Regions from separate parts of the Mus musculus genome. Here region 2 is linked to region 1. A link is a contact called in public HiChIP or PLAC-seq data. All regions are on one chromosome and are shown on one strand. Each heading gives the region's core, a stretch centred on a gene start, on an enhancer-like site or on the middle of the called end of the contact. The rest is flanking DNA. Distances are from core to core; before and after follow the strand shown.

Region 1 (7,305 bases), core at 1,838-4,337:
ACAAAATAGGCTACTTCCTGCTGGTTAGGGGCACTGGGTTCTTTGGGGGCAAGTCCAGTCTTTATAGACAGGATTGCAACAGCAGCAACCAGGAGAAGCAAGGGGAGCAGGCAGGGGGAGCAGCAGGGGCAGTAGGCAGGGGGAGCAGCAGGGGGAGAGGCAGGGGAAGCAGCAGGGGGGTAGGCAGGGGGAACAGGCAGGGGTAGAGGCAGCTGCCATAGCCCCCCCCCCCCACACACCGTTCTTTCACTTATACTCTCTCCAGAGTTCCCAGAATTAAACTATCTGCAGCTGGCAAAAATCACATCCCTGCCAGTGCACGAGGTAAATCATAATCACCTGCTGTGAAGCAGCCTCTTATCCCACATCCTAGATTAAAACAAAAATATATTCACATAACTAGTTTGTTTGTTTTTTAACCAAAATTCTCATTACAGCAAGTTGTCCTCTGACCTACAGTCTTGGGTACCATTTGCCTGACCACACAAACACAGATAGATAAGTATTTACAAAAAACTAGAATGAGAGGTCATAGAGTATTTTAAATTTGATAAGAAAAAGAACCCCCACAAATATCAAAGTCCTAGGATGCAGCAGAAACAGGACAACAGGAAGTGCTGACGCTGGAACAGGAAACAAACCCTGCCCAGGAGCTCCTCCTCTAGCTGAGGAAACTAGGAAGGGCAGAGGAAGGTAAATGTGTGCAGGGAAGAAGAGAAAGGACCACGATCAGAGAAGAAACCAAGGGAGGAAAAGTAAAACAGTGGAAAAGCCGCTGACACCAAAACTGTTGTTCTGAGTTGATCGATACATATCTCTCCCAAACTGTCAGAGAGGAAGCACAGGGCACGGGAGGGGTCCTGCGTGAGAACAGTGACAGTCACATTCATGGACACTGAAAGCCTTACAGGGGTGTCTTATGAATGCTTTTATGCTGACCACTGCAGTAGCTTGGGGAGGGGGGGAACAGAAACTTTCTTGAGTGATACAAAACATAAAGCTAAGGGGGAAAATTCGGCACTTGTAAACACGTTAAATAATTCAGCTACCATACAAAGATAATAACATCAAAACTAAGTTGCTTTTATCCCCCAGCACAGGCCAACTTAACACTTGAAGACTAGTTGCTATAATCCAATGGTAACAGACTTACAAAAACAAAACAAAACAAAACAAAACAAAACAAAAAAACCAACTAGGGCTGAGAGATAGCTCAAGGGTTAAGAGTACTGACTGCTCTTCCAGAGGTCCTGAGTTCAATTCCGAGCAATCACATGGGGGTTCACAACCATCTGTAATGGGATCCGATGTCCTCTTCTGGTGTGTCTGAAGATGGCTACATTAAATAAATAATTATATATACATATACATAATCCAACAGCCACTTCTAACTATATATATATATATATATATAATATATATATATATATATATATATATATATATATTCTCAGCAACTAGAGATGCTCCTCTCAACAACAGACCGAATGAACTGTTTACCATGTCTCACATTACTTACCCAGATCAACTCCAAACCAAGACTCAAACGCAGATCGTTACATCCATAAGACCCTGTGGCTTTTTCCCTAAGACAAAGACAACTTACGTAAGATACCTCAAAATCATTTTCCACCAGAGAAAGAAGATCGCTGAGTTAGATTCTCTCAAAATTAAAAAAAAAAAAAAAAAAGAAGAAGAAGAAGAAAGAAAGAAACCAACTGTGGGGAAAACTGTCAAGAGAATAGAAAGACAGTTCACACAGACCAAGAAACAATATTTACAAATTATGCATCTGATAAGGAGGGTGTTTCCAGAGAACTCTCACAACTCAAAATTAAAGAAAACAAACGACTCATCGAAAAGCAGAGAAACGGAGCAGACAGGAAACAAAGAAGAACACACCATAAGCCTCTGGAGTGACACAGACCCGTATTACAGCTCAAGCCACCGTTCCACACCCAGAGTGTTAGAGCCACGGGCCCACCAGGAGCTGTTGGCTATGTGCCTGTGTTGTCAGTGGGGTGTAATAAGGAGCCTACCCTGCTCCAGACACTGCCATTCAGGGTATGCACCCAAGGCTGCTGCACAACGCTCCCATGGCCCTTCCGTTAGAGTCCCAGATTAAAACCCAGCCGGAGCCGAACAGGTTACAGTATAGAAACTGGCACAGTGGACCTAGGGAGCCACTCAGCGTGGTGAACCACGAAATAAGGAGGCGGAAAGATAAAATGATAGGAGGCCATTTATGGAAGTCGTGGGAAACGCAGACTCCACGGAGGAAGACAGGTGACAAAGGAAGACTGGGGTCCTCCTGAGGCCGGTGGTGATAGGTTCCCGGCTGAGGATCAGGTCCTGCGTCGACGCTCCCATTTGCCTTTCTATGGTGACCTTAGACCTGAGACTTGGGGTGAGGGGCGTCAGTCATGCGGTGGGGCTGCTCAGGGCGGGGCTTGGCCACGTGGCACGCCCACGGACCCTTCCCTTACCAATGCCCTAGAAAGCCGGTACCTAAACCCGCCCACGCCCCTACAGGCCCCGCCCACATCCCGCCCCAGTCAGTGCAGTTTACATATCAGGCCCCGCCCCTCACATAAACCTCGCCCATAACCCTGTGCACCCCTCCTTGGGCTCCCCCCTCGGTGTTCGCCCCGTAGGATTTTATGAACTCTGTTTAGCTCTTTCTTACGCAGGCCCCAGCCCCTACCCAGCCCCTCACCTATCTGACCCTTCCCCTTAAGGCCTTGGCCCTCCTCAAATAGGACCCTCCCCTCCCCAGCCCCTCTTCCCCGCCTCTCGCACGGGACAGCCCTTTAGAGACCCCGCCCCTCAGCACACAGACCACGCCCTTACCTGGCCCCTCCCACCCACAACATGCTAAGCCCCGTCCCCCAAAGCACAGAACACCAAGGTCCCTTACTAGGACCCCTTTTCACCGGCGCCGTCCTTATCGCAAGGCCCCTCTCCACCTATTCCTCCCCTCCCAAAACCCTCTCAAGGCCCCGCCCAACACACAAACCCCGCCCCTCTGGCCTCAGCCCCACCCTGCCCCTCCTCTTGCCGGCCCCTCCCCTATAGCAAAGGCCCCCGCCCCTCCCGCCATGGCTTGCCCGCCTCCCTTCTTTACTGGCCGCTCGGTGGGCACGGGGCGGGTCGCCGCGGCGCCGGGAGGACTCTGGTCAGGCTCCGGGAAGCTCGGAAGGCGCTGAGCAGCGGCGGCCGCTCAGGTAAAGCCCCCATCCGCCCGCGTGGCCTCCCACCCGCGGAGCTCCACTGTCCCTGCTTTGCCGCCCTGCTCTCTGCTGCCGCTCCCTGCCCAGCCGGGCCGCACGCAGGGGGCTGCTTTTTCTCTCCGGTGTCTCCAGCGCCTCAGGCATGAAGCTTCTGCTTCAGGGTGCGCGGCGAGCTTTATTGATGACCGCGATCTTTAAGGTGTCACAGGTAGCCGAGTGCTTGGGGACAAACTGGTGAACGCGGCCACTTGCCCCGCCCGACCTGGCTCGCACAGATCGAGAGGGAAGACCTCCGCCAGCACGCGCCTAGAGCTGGGGGATGGGGAAGAGATGGATCCTTGGGCCTCCGCCCAGACTTGTGTCCCCAGCTATGGGTGGGTGACCAGAGGCTAGGACAGGGTTCTGTAACTGCCTAGCTAGGGCCAGTCTCCAGCCATCGGTCAGCCCTAGATGTCTTACTTAGCTGGGAGGTGCCTTCTCTGGGTGGCCTTGGGAATCTTCTAGAGTAAGTTACAAAGCAGGTATGTTTGATAGCCCGGAGCCCTGCCTCAAACCTGATATGCCTACGATTCCTTTCCTCCCTGATCCCGTCCTCCCAAATTGAATTGAAATGTGCAGTGGCGGTCACCCTCAGCTCCCTTTCCTCTTTTTTTCTTGTAGAACTGAGATCACTAGGCTCTTCAGCAGGCGAAGACACAAGAGTTTGTGTTGGATGACTGCCTGCAACGTGAGGAAGGACAGTCGCTTGCACATCCCAGTGGAGAAGAGCTACCTGGGTCAGGTGGAGGCAACATGGGCCCCAGGGGCAGGCAGAGCCCCTCAGCCACACTGGCCCCCTCCCAGGGGTCTTGCTTCTTCATCCTCTTCTGCTTACGGTTAGGTGCCTCCTGCCCACAGGCCTGCCAGTGCCCTGACCATGCTGGGGCCGTGGCTGTCCATTGCAGCTCAAGAGGGCTGCAGGAGATCCCTAGGGACATCCCAGCCGACACGGTGCTTCTGAAACTAGACGCCAACAGAATCTCCCGAGTCCCCAATGGAGCCTTCCAACACCTGCCTCAGCTGAGGGAGCTGGACCTGTCCCATAATGCCATTGAGGCCATTGGGCCAGCAGCCTTCTCAGGTCTGGCTGGGGGCCTGCGGCTGCTGGACTTATCCCACAATCGCATCCGAAGAATTCCAAAGGACGCCCTGGGCAAGTTGAGTGCCAAGATCCGCCTGTCCCACAATCCACTGCACTGTGAGTGTGCCCTGCAGGAGGCCCTGTGGGAACTAAAGCTGGACCCGGACTCCGTGGATGAAATTGCCTGCCACACCTCAGCGCAGGAGCAGTTTGTGGGCAAGCCGCTGATCCAGGTCCTGGACTCAGGTGCCAGCTTCTGCAGTACCCACCGGAAGACCACCGATGTCGCCATGCTGGTCACCATGTTCGGCTGGTTTACCATGGTGATTGCCTACGTAGTGTACTACGTACGCCACAACCAGGAGGATGCCAGACGACACCTGGAGTACCTGAAGTCCCTGCCTAGTGCTCCAGTCTCCAAGGAGCCTCTTAGCCCTGTGCCCTAGCACCCACCTCCGGTGGGCCACTGAGCCTGGCTACCCTGTCTTTCTGCAGCAGGTGGAGGTGATGGTGCTCTTGTGTCCCCAGGGAGGTGCATTGCAGCTGTTCAGCCCAAAAAAGCACTTTCATAGTTGGTATTTGGTCCCTGCAGCCACTGCCTAACACTGTAGCGGGGGGAGGGGGGTTTGCCCATCTTAATGGGTAGGTAAATGGAGGTCGAGAGAAACGGAACTCCTTGCCAAGGCTGGCTTCAGCTGCCACTTAAACCCAGGCTGTTTGTGGTATAGGTCTGTGAGCCGTCTGATCTGCCAACCTCCCTTTCCCACACCATGCTGTGGGAAGTAAATACTTGTGCACGCAAGGATGGGGGCCCTGGCAGGGAGGATGGCGCCAGCAGTTTTGCCACCGGGGAATGGCTCATTTCTGTTTACCCCTGCTCTCCCAGTACATCTGAACACAGAGATGTTTGCCCTTTCCCAGAGCAAAGTACCGGCAATCTAGACCTTTCCAGAGAGGTCAGTGCAAAGTCCAGCCTGCACTGGTCTGCTCTGACCTTTGTCCTGGGAGTTCTTTAGTTGCCCTTGTGCCAAAATGTCAGTCCATCGAGAGGGAGAAAATGGAGAAACGTGAGAAAGGTCCAGCATGGGCTCACCATGGCCGTGTCAGCTGCTAGACCACTTATGGGCTGCCTCAGCTTCTGCCACTTCTATCCATTCCTGGGCAGTGGAAACCTGTCAACCTCGGTGGCTCTTGTGCCTTGCTTTCTACTGCCAATATCTAAAGCAGCTGTTTTTTCAGAAAGAGGAGGGACTGAAGTTTGAGGTTGCCATGCCAGTCAACAGGAACTGCTTTTCTCTAGCAACAAGAACCTTCTCTTCACCTCGCTGAAATCCCAGAGCTCACTGATCAACTTTCTTACCTGTAATTACTTCATCTTCAGGGGTAGATGTTCTAGCCACCTAACTAGACTTGACTTCCAGTTTTGTTATTTACTGTCCTTTTGTATAAGTGTTTATACCCTAAGCTATGTCGTCATCGAGTATCTGGGAGAAGTAAATGAGCATAGTGTGTGTGTCTGTGTGTGTGTGTGTGTGTGTGTGTGTGTGTGTGTGTGCTGAGTATAGGGTCTAGATGCCGCTCTGAGCAGAAATTGAATGTGGCTTCTGTGTGTGCTGGGAATTTTCTTGTGATCTGCAGGGGCAAGGTGAGACTATGTTGGGGGCCTGGCCTGACTTGGTCCTTACCGTCAGTGTGACCCACAGTTCTGTCACCATGTGACACACTTGCCTGAGGCTACATGGCTGTCAGCTGCAAAAGTATATGGAAGAGAAAAACACTCATGAATTCCAGACTTTCCCCACTGCTGAATGCCCACACCTACATGGTGACCGTGGGGCCACCATGCCTGGCATCTGCAGGGTGAACAGAGCCCTGGATGAGCTCCCAAGCTGTCCACTATTCTTCCACAGCCCTGGGCCAAGCTACACTGTCTTCAGGGTCAGACCCTGGCGGAGCTAGTAGGACCATTCCCATTCCCATGAGAATTGGAACCTCGAAGCAGCCTCCTTAGGGACACCAGTCAACGTTGTGATGCTGCCTGGCCCCCATTGGCACAGACATGCTCAATACCCAGTACCCAGTTAAGTGTTCAGAGGAGGCAGGTGCTGAGGGCTGTATGATTTGGACCCTGGAGGGTGCTGTGCCAAGGAAAAGAGGTTAAAAAGCCAGAGCTGAGCCAGGCAGTGGTGGCGCACGCCTTTAATCCCAGCACTTGAGAGGCAGAGGCAGGCAGATTTCTGAGTTCAAGGCCAGCCTGGTCTACAGAGTGAGTTCCAGAACAGCCAGGGCTACACAGAGAAACCCTGTCTCGAAAAAACCAAACCAAACCAAACAAACAAACAAAAAAAAGCCAGAGCTGAGGGCTTGGATTAAGGACCAGGTACCACCCTGGTGCTGTGGCAGTGCTGAAGTAGCTATCTATGTATGTCCCATGGACAGGGACACCTCTAGCCTGACACATACTCTGGGAGGTGCCAGTGCAGAGGGTATGGCTTGCATTCCTATTACCATGTGGTGGGGACGGTAGCTGCTTCCAGGCAGGGGCACAAGTTGGGAGGTAGCTGGCCCCTGCGGCCTTTCTACCATCCTACTCAGTAGAGGGACCCTGTTTCTGGAGCTTGCCACTATCCAGCATGTCTGTCCCATCGACAAAACCAGGTCAAAAAAGAACATGGGTGGAGGCCTGGTGGTGAAGTCTGTAGCTGCTCTTGTCCCAGAAACACCCTATTGGGTCTTTTAGATACACCGGTGTAGGTAGGGCTCCGTCCCAGGCTGCTCAACCCACTGCCAGGCTTGCTGCTCTTAACCTAGGGCTTAGCCCTACCTGGTTGCACATCTATACAGCTCCTGCTCAGCCCTTGCTGGAAAGAGGAGATGGGAGACTCAGGAGAGTATGGACCCTGGAGAGAGCATGCCCTGTCCTCCTATAAGGAGGACCTCAGAGACCTCAGCACT
Region 2 (7,305 bases), core at 1,239-3,738, 370 kb after region 1:
TACCCCTTCCTAGTTCTTTCTCAATTCTGGCTGATTCAACTCAGCTGTTCTGGCTCAAACTCCTCTCTGGGTTGACTGATTTAATCTGACCTCTCTCATTTTCTTCTGAATTGCTCTGTTTGGCCTCAAACTAACTCTAGCAATCTGTTTTGATCTTCTGGCTCCTTCTCATTCTCTGGTTCATTCTGTCTTCACCTGTGTCTGTACAACTCTCCCACTAAAAACTGCCTCTTCCCCCTCCTCCTCTTCCTTCTTCCCCCTCCCCTCTTTCTCTAAGTAGCTTCTCTTTCCTCTCTCTTCTAGTGAGAGTTGGGCATATCCTATTCAGTCAAATCTTTCTCTGCTTCGTCACTTTGTCTGCCACTCAATTAGACACCACTTTCAAACATGGCTACTTCCTTCTACAAATTAACTTTACCTTCATTGTTTGGGAGCAAAGGTGTGTACTAAGGGTATGTCTGTATTCCACTCAGAGGGATTAACAGCATGTGCTAATGGGCCACACCACAAATAGAAACCCCTTTTTTCCCTTTGGTAAATAATGCAGAGTTCACAGTGTGATCAGATAGCCTATAACAGCCTGGACCTCTGGCAGCAGAGATATATGCTTTAGGGAGATAGCAGCACTCAGCAACCATAGGGCTCTAATCACTTGGCTTACCTGGGCCACCTGTCTCAGCCTGGCTACCACCTCCCACTATAGAAGTGTCATGGAGAGCGATCCACAGGGCCTCAGGCATGTGGGGTGAGGGAGGAAACCAACACTTCCCTTTGAGGTCCCATTTATGCAACAGAGATAGAGAATGGAGCCAGCCAGTACTGGGTTGGCTGCCTGGGGTTATTTCTTGAACATCCCCTAAGGTTGTCCAACAGCCAGGCAGAGGATGCCCTGAGCTGTTTTTTCCCCCCCAAGGCTTGAACTGTATGTAACCTCTGAGTGACCGAGTGCACTTGGAAGCATTTGGGAACCTCAGGCAGGTCTGACTCATGTCCAAAGGGGGAGAGATGTGAATAAAGTAGCTGAGTCAGAACCTGCACCTCCCTACAGAGTCACCCCACCAGGGCTCCATGTAGCTCCACACACACATTCAACACCCCACACCCCTATCCCCAGCCCTACCACCTGCAGAGAACCACCTGCACCTGAGTGATGATAGATTGTAGCTAGCGGGAGCCTCAGTAGTCTCCACGGCTCACTCCTCATGGGAGTGAGTTTTGAAGGGAATTTTGAGTCATTATTGACTGCAGACATTTGGAGTTTGCAGAGCCAGTCAGCCCACCCTCTCATTTCCCCAGAGTTCAGTGGCCTCCCCAGTTCACACCCTTTCTCCATAGAGAGCAGAAGGCTTCCTCCCAAGCTGTGTATCAAAGATAGCCCCCGGCCCCCTGCAGCACTTCCTGCAAAGGATGATTGCATGGTTCCTCCACAATCGCAGTGAACACAATTCACCCCAGCCTAATGCATGCCTGCGGCAAGACTGTGTCCACATATGTCAACAGAGAAATGTTGGAGAAAGGAGGAGATAGGAAACTTGGGCCTCTCCAGCCCTAACTAACCCTCAGGACTTGCTCATTTTACTCCTGCTTATGGCAGCAGTCAACAATCTCTCATCTGCTCACTCACTGGTGGATGTAGAAAGGGTGTCTGTCACCTGACACCTTCCCCCTATCTGGGATATGACCCTGTGGTTGCTGGCCCCAGGCCTGGCCACTATGGTATGTGGGTGGGATTCTTGGGTAGAGGACTTCCTTATTATCTGCTATGCTGTAAGCTGGGCTGGGCATTTTGGAGCCCAGGTTCCAGAGACTTGCAGGGTAGACTGAGAATCACCCCCCCCCCCACACACACATACACACTCCCCACACGCCATTTTAAAGCAGATGGGGACAATGGACATCTCAGCAGCTCCTTCTCTTGCTCATTACCTCCAATCTGACACTCACCTTCATGACCATAAGTATCTACTTCCATTCATAGTAGGTGGGTGTCAGTATGTGACCCCTTCCCTCCCACAATCTGTCCCAGCCACCTCCACCACCACCCCTACCCCTTATCATAGCTGACCTTCCTCAGTCCCGGGCATCCACGACTATCACAGAGAGAGAATCAACACAGTCGGCTGCCTGCTGACCCACAGTTACAGATGTTCCCAGCGCTCCTGAAACTCTGCTCAGCTGTGGTACCAGGCCTCCCATCCCTGGACGTCAGTCAGGAGAGTCTGAATAGCCAGAAGCCACATGTACAAGACCATTTTTTTGACAGATAGGCAAGGTGAGAGATGGGGAAAGGCCACCAGTGCCTGTCGGGCTGGAGTCATAAAGAGAAATTCCACCGGAAGAGCCCACTTCTGAGGTGTTTCCCATAAGAGCTACCTGAACACAGGAGCCCTGCACTCACCCCCTCTCAGTCCCAGGAAGCCTCCACTCCGAGAATCTGACTGGAGATGTCTTTGCCTACTTCTTGCCAGCTGGCTGTGTGGTTGTGTCTAAAGAACACAGCCGCTGAGGCCCCCCCGCCTGACACTTCCTGTTCTAAGTCAGCGCCCAGGAGGAAGTTGAGTGACATTTGGCTGATTGGCCCACATGTGGGTATCACCTCAGCCCCTTTACACGTGGGACGTTAGAGAAGAGACACTGAGAGAGGGAGGGGCTTGTAGGCGATGACAAGCTTTTACGGCAAGAGTGGAGGGGCTACTGTTGGAAGCAGCAGCCATTGATAGCATCGAGGGGCTCTCTCACATGTCAAGAAGAGGTAGGGATTCATGGACCAGCAGGCGGAAGCAGAGGCTGATTGTGTGGGTTCTCAGTCTGGGAGAAGGACCCAGCTACAAGTGGATGGGCTGAGGTGGTAGCCCACTCGAGGAAGCAGGCGAATGGGAAGAAGGAGGCAGGGGAAGGTCCTGGGCAGAGAAATGGGGCAGAGTGGGGCATGGAGGGATGTGTTAAGTAACACTGTAGGAGCTCAATCACAAAGTTAGTGGTGAACAAAACCCCACCTGACTAGTTGCAAGAGGAGAGAGGGCAGAAAGAGAGACACCAAAGGGAGTTGGGAACCTTTAGCATAAGATTTGAGATGTCAGCCTTGTTGAGAAACAGTTAATTCTTTCCGCAACAATGTTTCATGGTTACATCCCACTACCTGCATCTTTAGAGTTACATGCTGAAATGCTCGCAAATGGTAGAAAAACATGGCAGATTTTCTTCCTTGTAATCAGGATGGGGGTTGGAGGTGGGTGTGGATACAAGACAGAGGCCAGGAGGTGACCACAGCGGAGGGTTGGGGGGGGGGGTGTTGGCTGAAGACCTGGGTGTTCATGTGTTACTCTTTCTTCGTGTAGTATGCTTGGTAGAATTTTTAAAGACATAGTTACATGAAGATAAAGCTGTGGAGTGGGGACATCAGCTATGCAGGACATCCTGGTGATAATGGTTGAGAGGGTTACAAGAAGTTAATAGCCCTGAACCTTTATGCATATTTTCTATATCTTCTCACAGTTGAAAAAAAATGTGCAAAAGATGCCAACTGTTGAAAGAACATTGTTGGAAAGCAGGTGTATCAGTTCACACTTGTAATACCAGAATGTAGGATGCTGATGCGGGAGGACCACTGGCTCAGTGGTTAAGAGCACTGACTGCTCTTCCAGAGATCCTGAGTTCAAATCCCAGCAACCACATGGTGGCTCACAACCATCTGTAATTGGATCCGATGACCTCTTCTGGTGTGTCTGAAGATAGCTACAGTGTACTCATGTACATAAAAAAAACAAATACATCTTTTTTTTAAAAAAAAAAAAAAAAAAGGAGGACCGCTGTGAATTCAAGACCAGCCAGGCAGAACTGTAAGATCCTAGCTCATAAAGGACGGGGAACGGGGGACAAAAGTCAAGAATGAAAGACCTGCACATACTTGTAGAAAATACTAACAAACACCACCAAATATCAGAAAGGCATAGTTCAGAGGCCAGGGAGATAGCTCAGAGGGTAAAGTGCTTGCAACACAAACTTGATGACGTGAGCTCAGCACCCCATTGGGCATGCGCAAAGCTGGGTGTGGCTGTGTGTGCCTGGTACTCCAGAGCTGGAGATATGGACTATTGTCCTCTTGGATCTTTGATGCTCACTGGTCAGCCAGTCTAGCTCATCGGTAAGCTCTGAGCTCAGCAAAGAGATCCTGTCTCAAAAAATGAGGCAGAGGGCAATTGAGGAAGACCCCTGGCTTCCACGAGAGCATGCATGCACAAGCCAGCTCCCTCACAAACAGACAAACGTGGGCATACGCCACAGCACTCACAAAGACACCACAATCTTGATCACTTTTCAATACACTCAAAAGGAAAACTGAGACTGGAGCAAACCGATGGAGCCACAGACCTTCAAACACGTGTAGTGTGGTATCAGTGGGAGTTCTTATCACAGAAACCAAACCTGACAAGAAGAACTTTAAGGGAGGGAGGATTCATCACCTGGGATACAGGCCATCTTGGTGGGGAAGTCTGTGGTGTGTCTTGGAGCTCAGTAGGGGTTCAAGTTTTCCTTTCTTAAAAAAAAAGTTTAATTTTAAATTTTATCTTTTAAATTTTAATTAATTAATTAATTAGCTAATTAATTAATTTTTGTTTTGAGACAGGACCTCTGGCTGCCCTGAAAGACCAGGCTAGCTTCAAACTCACAGAGATCTTTCTGCCTCTGCCTCCTGAGTGCTGGGATTAAAGGCGAGTGCTGCCACGCCCGGCGCACTTTTTTTTTAATGTGTTTGTGTGTATGTCTGTGTGGGTGCCCCCCGGAGGTCAGAAGAAGGTGTTGGATCCTCTCCCCCATCCCCGCCTCAGCCTATGGGATGGTTCTGATCACCTTCAAGATGGGTTTTCTGTTAATCCTCTCTAGAAACTCCTCACAGAAATACCCAAAGGAGTGTTTCACTAATTCTCTAAGGGTCATCTCTTAATCAAAATTAACCACTGCAAGTGTAACACAGAAGCAGACAGGCCAAATAGAATGCTGTGAAATGCTTGAACGAATATTCTAACTTTCCACACCGTGCCGTGATGTCAAAACACGTTGGGATCACTCACTGAGGGTACAAAGCAAGTCTCAATTCAGTCCAAGCTACAGAAATCTCAAGGAAGTCAAAATTAACTACTAAGGAGACCACGAAAGGAGACGCCCAGAGCCCTGCCAAGCTGGAGACCCACCCGACAGAGTGAGAAGCATCCCGTGCCTGTAGGAAGGACTGGATGAGAACGTTAGCCACAAGGTGCATCTCAAGACTGAGAGCACTAAGGTGGTGCACATTGTTAATCCCAGCACTTAGGAGGCAGGGGCAGGTGGATCTCGGTGAGTCTGAGGCCAACATGGTTTACAAAGCTGTTCTAGGACAGCCAGGGCTATACAGGGAAACCTTGTCTCAAAAAAACAAAAACAAAAAACAAACAAGAGGAGGAGGAGGAGGAAGAGGAAGAGGAGGAGGAGGAGGAGGAGAAAAAGAATCCTAGTGTGTCTGGACTGCAGTTTGGTTCTCAGTACCCACACCAGGCGGCTCACAACCATCTGTAACTCCAGCTTCAGGGGAGCTAAAGCCCCTTAATGGCCTCCTCAAACATATGCACACATGATTTAGAAAAACAAACCTTTTTAAAAAGCACAATGGTGAGATTCTTCTCAGGCAGCCAAAAGGAGAAATAAACCCATTTTAACTCTATGCAAATGATCTGATCATGTGTTTCTCGGAAATATGTGTATGAGTAGCCAACAAATATAAAAAATACTAAACATCTTTAGTTCTTAGGGGAAATGCAAATCAAAGCCACGAGAGATGATCTCTCACCCCAGCATGGCCATTACTGGACAAAGAAAGGCAGACGCAGTGAGGGTGTGGGGCGGGGGGATGCCTATGTGTCCTGAGCTAAGCAATGGATGCCATAGAGTCATACCATGCAACAGCTCTCATGTGGGAGGCTTTTTGGGGAGGGATGTGCAGAGGCCACTGCGTCTGGACCAGGGTGGTGGGAGGAAGAGAATGAGGAGGGACTGGCACATGAGTGGAGAGTGGGGGAGGTGTGGATGGGGAGGAGGAGGGATGTGGGAGACTATTGGTGACAGTGGGAATGTGTCACATCTTGGCACCTAGCGATGACATATCCTGCTGTCCCTAGGTCCCCAGGGCAGGCAGTAGTAATGCCTGATTGCTAACACTATGAACTTTTTTTTTTTTTTTTTTTTTTTTTTTTTTTTTTTTTTTTTTTTTACAAATTCAGGTTTCAAACTCTCAGGCCTCCTGTCTCAGCCTCACAGGATACAAAGCATGGGTGACTGGCCTGATGATGTTCTTTTTATTTATTTATTTTTTTTTTTTTATTTTTTTAAAGTGAATGTAAATGCACTCAGTTTTTTTTTTTTTTAAGATTTATTTATTTATTATATGTAAGTACACTGTAGCTGTCTTCAGACACTCCAGAAGAGGGCGTCAGATCTTGTTATAGATGGTTGTGAGCCACCATGTGGTTGCTGGGATTTGAACTTCAGACCTTTGGAAGAGCAGTCGGGTGCTCTTACCCACTGAGCCATCTCACCAGCCCCCACTATGAACTTTTGGTAGGGATGCCAATTAGCATGTCCATCCATTGTGGAGGACCAGATAGAACTTCCTCAGAAACCCACAAATAGAACTAGTCACTGGGTAACTACCACGATGACGGGAAATTAGTATGCTGAAGAGACTTCTGACTACAAGAGACAAAGCCATGGTTGAATTTGGAATCCACTGATGGATAAACGGGGGAAAAAAAAAAGGGAGGGGGTACACGTGTGTGATGGAATATTACTTGGCCATAAAAAAGAATAGGATCCTGACATTTACAGGAACATTGATGAGGGTAGAGATCATTATGTTAAGTGAAATAAATCACACACACACACATACACATGTGCAATGCACACAGTGATCAAATTTGCAAATTAGTGATATGATTTTGTAGAAAAACTTGACACAATTTAGAAATAGTTTAGGCTTTTCATACCCTGCAGACATGCTATGGTGATTTGAGTGAAATTTGCCTCCTTTTGTGCTCCCCACCCCTTCGCATCGTACATGAACAGTTGGTCCTTGTGGCTGCACTGTTTTGGGAGATTATGGAACCTTTAGGAGGTTGGGCCCTACTGGAGAAAAGTGCATCACTGGGGGTGGAGTTTGAGGGTTTATAGCCTTGTTCTCTTTTCAGTTCACTCCCTCTGCACTGTGCTTGCAGAGGACACTGTTTGGTTGCAGACCCCCTGGACAAGGGGCTAAGGTGCGCATTTTACACATCA

The links. HiChIP or PLAC-seq counts read pairs in DNA pulled down with a chosen protein or histone mark.
Region 2: an H3K4me3 HiChIP or PLAC-seq map of neural tube shows a contact between it and region 1, with 5 times the contacts expected there. The contact joins the promoter of Itgb2 here to the promoter of Lrrc3 in region 1. A contact is called at or near these places in 7 of 39 promoter capture datasets (cranial neural crest, hippocampal neurons, liver and 3 more), 8 of 484 Hi-C or Micro-C datasets (adipose-derived mesenchymal stem cells, granulosa cells, liver and 4 more) and 3 of 115 datasets of contacts at active chromatin or transcription factors (astrocytes, memory CD8 T cells and neural tube).

What each region holds. Positions count from the first base shown.
Region 1 is chr10:77,898,318-77,905,622 of GRCm38.p6, reverse strand. Lrrc3 (leucine rich repeat containing 3) reads left to right here and starts at 3,087. Exons shown (of 2, transcript NM_145152.4): 1 at 3,087-3,224; 2 at 3,891-7,305. The coding sequence starts at 4,023. The coding sequence ends at 4,796.
Region 2 is chr10:77,525,553-77,532,857 of GRCm38.p6, reverse strand. Itgb2 (integrin beta 2) reads right to left here and starts at 2,488. Exons shown (of 16, transcript NM_008404.5): 1 at 2,399-2,488.